Linked DNA regions of Mus musculus: region 1 is linked to region 2. The links are chromatin contacts, called in public Hi-C maps. All regions are on one chromosome and are shown on one strand. Each heading gives the region's core, a stretch centred on a gene start, on an enhancer-like site or on the middle of the called end of the contact. The rest is flanking DNA. Distances are from core to core; before and after follow the strand shown. Region 1 overlaps Cacna1d (calcium channel, voltage-dependent, L type, alpha 1D subunit). Region 2 overlaps Il17rb (interleukin 17 receptor B).

Region 1 (3,832 bases), core at 371-2,870, 320 kb before region 2:
TTCTGTCATGTTTCCAACCTGAAGCCATTGGCTACATGATGCCCAAGATAGCTATCAATGAGGCCCGATACAAAATACTAATCTTACTTAAAAACATTATGAGATTTAAACAGTTATTGTTATATATTGGTGCGTGTGCACATGTGCGTTCCTGGAGGAAAGAGGACAACTGTTGAGTTGGGTCTGTCCTTTGACCTTTGACCTCAGGTCACCAGGCTTGCAGGGTAAATTCCCTCACCCCTGGAGCCATTTAATGGCCCACAATATAAGGGTGCATTGCGATTTTTTTTTTTGTGTGCCTCAATTGAGTTGTTCTCACGTGTGACTTTTGTAGATGACAATGTTGATTCATAACATCAAAAGGTTGCATGCATACGCCTACACTGTGGGTGCTGTGAACTGTGTGCAGAGAGCAGGGTCCCCTTCTGTAGGATGGATTCTTTGTATAAGGCATCGGAGAACCTCCTCCCATTGATTTCACAGACATAAACTAACAAGGAAAGTACCTTCGATCCCTCAGGTCTTTGGAGTGGCCCCTAGAGAATGCTTGAGTTATTTCCAGAAGTTTTGGGGGAGGAGGTAGAGTATGTGAGCTGGCCTTGCTCACCCCTCCCCTTATCCTCCCCTCCCCTCCCCTCCCCTCCCCTCCCCTCCCCCTCCCCTCCCCTCCCTTCCCCACCCCTCCCCTCCTGTGGCTATTGCTTTCTGTAATTCAGCTGATTGCTTTTCTTTCCAAATTGCTGGCTTAAGCTTTATCTTATCCAATTTTATCTCTCCCGGCCTTGTAAATCTAGAGCGTCATTAGGGCCTGTTCTCATTCTGTCCCTTCCACTTCTCCTGCCTTCCCTCCAAGTCCCTGGGGGTACAGGGACGTGGCTTACACACCCTCTGCCTCCTGTGGGGCTCGAGGGGCAGTGGGTGAGCGTCTCACCTCTGTAGCTCACTTTTCGTAGCCTCACTCACCCTCATTGACACAGTGGGCTTTTTTAGGACCTGCTTCTAGGCTTCCTTCCCATCATGCTCAGCGCGCCTGCGTCCTTCTCACCTCCGTTCTGTACCCGGGCGCCTGCGGGTTCTCCTCCCATCCCTCTCATCTCTGTGTTCATTATCCTTCCACTCCAAGCATCTGTTCCTTCACGCCACGAACTCCAGTTGGTATAATTAAATACATAATACGTTTATTTTAATATCAGCGTGTCTCTTCATACACATATTAGTAAGAGACTTGGCTGTCAGCACAGGGCCCAACTATTTGCAAATATCTAGTTGTGCCAACTCCCTTCAGGACATTTGTTTTTCTACTCATTAATGTTTTCTCTGTCTCTTTGCCTTTGGGCCTTGGCTCAAAGTGTCTCTCTGTCCTGCATGTGTCTCTCAGTGTCCTTGTTCTTTCTCTGACACAGATCACTCAAATACGTTGGCACTTTTCCCTCTGCATGCCCTGTGTCTGGGCATGCTCATTTGAGTGTGTGTGTGTGTGTGTGTGGGGTGGGGGGTTGGAGGAACTGAAAGAGCATTCTGTCACACTCATTTAGACAAGAGCCAGTGGTGACCTCTAGGGTCATGCATCATTGTCGTTGCCCTTTCAACTTGCTGCTCTGGCAAAGTGGCACTCCTAACCTGGCACATGACACCTGAACTCTCTCACGAGTACCTTGCTGATGCAAGCAGAGCCTCTCCTGGCCTATGGGTCGGTTGCCTTCTTGAAAGGCACGGGAAGGAAACCTTCCCTTGTGCTGGGCATTTGGAGCAGAGCCACAGGATGCAGAGGGTCCTGCATTAGGACAGATTATGTGGTATTTGCCTGGCACTTCCGCTGAAAGGCAAATAAAATCTATTTTTGGCTCCGAATTCTCGCCTCTTGACCTGTGGGTGAAAACTGACCGACAGGCTCTACCTCCCGTGTAGAAGAGGCTCGCACGCAGGGCCATCAGCTACAGCTCTGCACTGATGGATCGTCTTAATGTTTCCTTCCTAGTGGGGTTAGAACATGGTGTTGCTTTTGAGGTTGCAGAGAGCAAACCAGGATTCTCCTCTTGCCAGACTGGGGTGTGAAGGAATGGCTTAAAATCCTCTTTTATTGGCCATAGAAGTCAGATGGAAGCAGGGCAGTTACATCGGAAGACCTTGACATAGTCAGGGCCACATATACCTATTCCTTTTCTGGAAAAGAGAAACTATATTTTGTTACTTTATTTTTCAACTTATTTTACCTCTTGAGATACAACCTCACTGTGTAGCTCAGAGTCTCATTCTGCATCTCAGTCTTGAACTTGTTGTGGCCACTCTCCTGCCCCAGCCTTTCAAGTGCTAGGATTACAGACATGACTTATCATGCTCTGTAAAACTACATCTTAGAAGCAGATTCCCTTCCCACCTTCCTCAAAGGTTATCAAATAGCATGGCTAGAGAGATGGCTCAGTGGTTAAGAGCACATACCTCATTTGCAGAGGACCCAAGTTGGGTTCCCAGTACCCATGTTTGGCATCTCACAACTGCCTATAATTCTAGTTCCGGGGGGATTCCAATACCCTCTTCTGGACTTTGTGAGCACCTATGCTCACATGCGCATACCTAACCCCCAGCATATACACAAATAATTAAAAACGAATAAAAATGAACTTTTAAAAAGATCAACTAGGAAGCTTGTTTCTAGAATCTTGAGTCTTAGCGCACACACAGGCGGGTCTGTATTCCTGAGCCTGCCTCACTGGCACTCCAAGGGCAGTGAGCAGCCTGCTTGGTGGGTGGCAGTGAGGCTCAGGTGGGGGAGCATGCAGTCCGTGCTCCCTGAGTCTTTGCAGCAGATAAGCCCTTTGATAAGGCCTGCCTTGAAGGCCTCCTCGAGGGTCCTCGGCTCTTATTTGTTGGTGTTGCTTTTTGCTTTTGCTGGACCTACGACGACATGTGCAGAGCATGCTTCTGGAGCCTCCGGGCTTGTAACTCTTTTGTTTTTCGGAAACTTTTGAGAGGACTCATGACTCGGAAAAAGGACAGAAAAGGTTTGGATTTCCCCTTTTTTTTCCTTTATTTGCAAAAGATTTGAAGGCTTAAGTCATATACTTAATAATAGAGGGGGGTTAAGAGTCAAAGAGTTCTCTCTTGCTCTGGTCATTTTTTAGAGCTGAACTTGGCATGGCTTGAAGCAAATTCGTGTCTTCCTGACCATTTTTTTTTTTTTAATTGAGAAAGTAGATTCTATCTCTAATGAAATAATTACAAACAGTCCTGTTAACATGTGGTAGTGATTTTTCACAGAGGCTTGTTGAAATGCATGGGAGCTACCGGTTTAAGAGACATAAGCACGGGGCCATCCATGTATTCTAGATGCTTATCTCCAGACCAGAAGGTCCAAAGGACATGAGACATGTGACACTTGGGAGACATTAGCCCCCAGCCCCAGCCTTATTCTGATATACCCTAAGAGCTAAGGATGGCGTTAGTATAGTTTTAAACCTTTGAGCAAAGATCCAGAGAAGAATAATATAGTGACTTGTAAAAATGTCACATTTCCATGTCTCCAAGTTGTTTTCCTGGGACATAGCCCCACTCCCTCATTTATATAGTGTGCATGGCTTCTGTCCTTCAGAAGTGGTGGAACACAGAGCCTCCAATGTAGGAGCTAGAAAAAGTACCCAAGAGCTGAAGGGGTCTGCAACCCTATAGGTGGAACAACATTATGAACTAATCAGTACCCCCAGAGCTCCTGTCTCTAGCTGCATATGTAGCAGAAGATGGCCTAGTTGGCCATCAGTGAGAAGAGAGGCCCCTTGGTCTAGCAAACTTTATAAGCCCCAGTACAGGGGAAAGCCAGGGCCAAGAAGTGGGAATG
Region 2 (4,048 bases), core at 1,322-3,821:
GACATAGAGAATGTTCTGAACCTAGCCCATGGGTGGGGCCGAAAGACAAGAGTCAGCCAAATAAGCTTTTGATAATTACCCTAGGACCCTGACTTCTATGTGGGTACACGTGTGTGTGTGTATGTGTATATATATATGTGTATGTGTATTATGTATATAAGTTCATCCCGAGGATCAGAAATTCTTCAAATGACAAAACTCGAGTGTTCAAACTCTAGTTGCCACAGTGCTAATTCGTGTGCTTGAGGACTAGAAGCCTGAGTTTAGAGAAGGGCTCCCAGTTCCTGTTGAGAATCCAGGGAGAACGCTGGTGAGTTACTCAGTGGGGACAGTCACTTGCTACACACGTTTTACAACCTGGGTTGGATCTCTCCTGGAACCCATGGTCAAAGGAAAGAGCGCATATCCAAAGCTGCCTACCACGCATACGCTGTGGCACGAGGGCCTGCGCTTGCACACATCACACTACTACTTTTGTTGTCAGTGTTGTGAGCCTAGCCTGTGATGGCTGAACCATCATTCATTACACAATAATACATTTTTTGGAAGAGATCTGGATACTGGCAAAGAACCCTTAATCAGCAGATCCCTCCCTCCCCCCAAGACCTTCCAGCCCTTGGTTTGCAAGGTCTAAACTTCCAAGGAGAGTAAAAGAATCTGTTTACAAAGGGTGACTGAGCTGTTTCCTGCAGACAGACGCATGCTGGGAGGCTGGCTGCCTCTCTTCCTGGTGCTGCTGGTGGCTGTGTGGGTGCTGGCAGCTGGGATCTACCTAACTTGGAGGCAAGGTAAGGGTGGTGGTCACTTTCTGAAGACCCTCTAATGAGATCCTATCTGCATATGTAGAAAAAGAAATCTGGCATAAACCTGCACTCTGAGGCCCTGAGAGGAAGAGGAAGTGGGGTCAGGGGTCCAAGGATGTTATGAATTACTGTTCAAGGCTAGCTTGAGCTACATGAGGATCTGTCTCAAAAAACCAAAAAGAAGCTCTTAGTGTACCCTGGGAGTTATTCCTATGTCATGGCCAAAGATTAACTCCGTACTTTTAAGCTAAGAAAGCCACATGAACTTTCACCTCAGGAATATCTGCATCTAGAGGATGCTGTTGGTGCCATGCTACTACAGGGTTACAGTAGCTTTCTACATAGTCTTGCTGTGGTGCACAGGGTGTGGCTGAACTTCATAGGGGTAGAAGAACCCTACCACCTGCAGGGAGAAAATGGTACAAATCACAGTTGACCCAACTCCTAAAATGATAAGTAGAGGTCACATCTGTGTCACAGTACAGAAGTTTCAGCAGCTTGCTTTAAACACAGTGACCTCAAACCTCAGCAGCTGCTGAGTTTATCTGAAAAGAACAGGGCTTGACTATGAAGGCTGATTTGTTGATAAGGACTTAAAAATACATCTTTTCAAGTGCTTTTAAGATTCAAGCATCAGTGTTTCAGGTATTCAAAAGGACTATCAAGGACCTTTTCTCCTGTCGGGAACAAAGCTCTGACCCTGATCTGGCTGACAGTCTGGTGGGGAGCCTTTAGTAGTTTTAGACTACTGTAAAGGCCTGCTATCTGTCACACAGTTAACAAAGTCCCCCCCTTCTCCTCCAGGAAGGAGCACGAAGACGTCCTTTCCTATTTCCACCATGCTCCTGCCCCTCATTAAGGTCCTGGTGGTTTATCCTTCTGAGATATGTTTCCATCACACCGTCTGTCGCTTCACTGACTTTCTTCAAAACTACTGCAGAAGTGAGGTCATCCTTGAAAAATGGCAGAAAAAGAAAATCGCCGAGATGGGGCCGGTACAGTGGCTGACCACTCAGAAGCAAGCGGCAGATAAAGTGGTCTTCCTTCTTCCCAGTGACGTCCCGACCCTTTGTGACAGTGCCTGTGGCCACAATGAGGGCAGCGCCAGGGAGAACTCTCAGGATCTGTTCCCTCTTGCCTTTAACCTCTTTTGTAGTGATTTCAGCAGCCAGACGCATCTGCACAAATACCTGGTGGTCTATCTTGGGGGAGCAGACCTCAAAGGCGACTATAATGCCCTGAGTGTCTGCCCCCAATATCATCTCATGAAGGACGCCACAGCTTTCCACACAGAACTTCTCAAGGCTACGCAGAGCATGTCAGTGAAGAAACGCTCACAAGCCTGCCATGATAGCTGTTCACCCTTGTAGTCCACCCGGGGGAATAGAGACTCTGAAGCCTTCCTACTCTCCCTTCCAGTGACAAATGCTGTGTGACGACTCTGAAATGTGTGGGAGAGGCTGTGTGGAGGTAGTGCTATGTACAAACTTGCTTTAAAACTGGAGTTTGCAAAGTCAACCTGAGCATACACGCCTGAGGCTAGTCATTGGCTGGATTTATGAAGACAACACAGTTACAGACAATAATGAGTGGGACCTACATTTGGGATATACCCAAAGCTGGGTAATGATTATCACTGAGAACCACGCACTCTGGCCATGAGGTAATACGGCACTTCCCTGTCAGGCTGTCTGTCAGGTTGGGTCTGTCTTGCACTGCCCATGCTCTATGCTGCACGTAGACCGTTTTGTAACATTTTAATCTGTTAATGAATAATCCGTTTGGGAGGCTCTCACTAATGTGTAGCTTCCTAAGAGAAGAAGCCTATTACACACACAAGCAGACACTCTGCCTGACCAGATGATCCAGTTTATGTGTAACCACTGTACTGTTTGCTGTTGGGACAGTGCTTTCCCTTGCCAAACTTTTGGACAGGTAACCTTTACCTTTTATCTTAGAAGGGCTAGGAACTGAACCCAGGGTATTATGCACACTAGACAAATGCTCTGACACTGAATTACACCTCAGTCTCCCACGGGTGACTCTCTAAGTGAATATGCAAGCATATCACCAGCAGGGCGGTGGTGGCACACGCCTTTAATCCCAGCACTCGGGAGGCAGAGGCAGGCGGATTTCTGAGTTCAAGGTCAGCTTGGTCTACAGAGTGAGTTCCAGGACAGCCAGGGCTACACAGAGAAACCCTGTCTTGGAAAAACCAAAAAAACTAACCAATCAACCAAAGCCCCACATCACCAGCTGGATGTGGTGGCACGTGGCACATACCTTTAATCCCAGCACTCAAGTGGAAGAGGCAGGAGGACCTCTGGGTGTGTGAGGCCAGCCAGAGACAGAGTGAGGCTCTGTCCCAAACAAACACAAGTTGCTACCTATAAATCCAGTGTCTACTTTTGTCCAGTTACCTGTCCACTATTGAAGTTCGCAGAGTTCTTGGTTATTACATAACATTTCCTATTCAAGTCAAAACTAATTCTTCAAGTGAGATCAACTCTCTTTAAGTAATATATCTTTTTCTATAACTAATTGCGTAAATAAAAACCCACCAAGAACTGGAGAGGTGGCTCCGAGGCTTAGAGCGCTGGCTGCTCTTCCAGAGGACTTGGTTCGGTTTCCAGCAACCACATAGCTGTTTATAGCCACCTTAACTCCAGTGTCAAAGGGATCTGATAACCCTCTCTGGCTTCCCAGGCCACTCTCCATGCATTTTACAAAGACATTTTATATACAGCAGGACTTTGCTTGCATGTATGTCTGTGTACCACATGTGCTTGGTGCCTGAGGTCAGGCGAGGGTGCCGGATGCCCTGGAACTGGAATTAGGAACAGATGTGAGCCACCATGTGGACTCTGGGAATCCAATCCCAGTCTCCTGCAAGAACAAATGCTCTTAACTGATTCGCTATCTAGCTATACCCCAATGTAAATAAATCTTAATTTAAATCTAAAATAAACCCCCAACCAGAACAAGCAGGAACAGTATACAGCCTTGCTAGGTCTTGAATCTTCTAGCTCCTTACGTTCTCAAAGCAGCTTTTTCTTAATGTAGAAACTACAGCAATGTATATTATCATAAGTATTTGTCTAGTATGGCTTCATAACGCACGATCAATCTATTTTGAAATGGGACCCTGTTTCAGGTAGTTGACTGCTTTGATATCTGTACCTGAAGGTCTGGCATGTTGGACACCCCTTTAATCCTAGGGCTCCGAGGCAGAAGCAGGCAAATCT

The links. A called contact is a pair of places that touch in the nucleus more often than the background predicts.
Region 1: a Hi-C map of liver shows a contact between it and region 2, with 3 times the contacts expected there. The contact joins two enhancer-like sites. A contact is called at or near these places in 2 of 484 Hi-C or Micro-C datasets (bone marrow-derived macrophages and liver), 2 of 115 datasets of contacts at active chromatin or transcription factors (both in embryonic stem cells) and 1 of 9 other capture datasets (liver).

What each region holds. Positions count from the first base shown.
Region 1 is chr14:30,309,354-30,313,185 of GRCm38.p6, reverse strand. All of the region lies in intron 3 of Cacna1d (calcium channel, voltage-dependent, L type, alpha 1D subunit), which reads left to right. Among named protein-coding and RNA genes, the nearest start is that of Cacna1d, 42 kb to the left of the region's middle. Within about 2 kb of position 1,620, at least 13 of the 459 cell types and tissues checked have an H3K27ac peak or open chromatin away from gene starts, as enhancers often do. A contact at or near this core is called in liver, where this site is marked.
Region 2 is chr14:29,994,749-29,998,796 of GRCm38.p6, reverse strand. It overlaps Il17rb (interleukin 17 receptor B), which reads left to right. Exons shown (of 11, transcript NM_019583.3): 10 at 693-788; 11 at 1,608-2,629. The coding sequence ends at 2,173. It also overlaps a transcript of Actr8 not described here. Among named protein-coding and RNA genes, the nearest start is that of Mir6947, 7.9 kb to the right of the region's middle. Within about 2 kb of position 2,571, at least 34 of the 459 cell types and tissues checked have an H3K27ac peak or open chromatin away from gene starts, as enhancers often do. A contact at or near this core is called in liver, where this site is marked.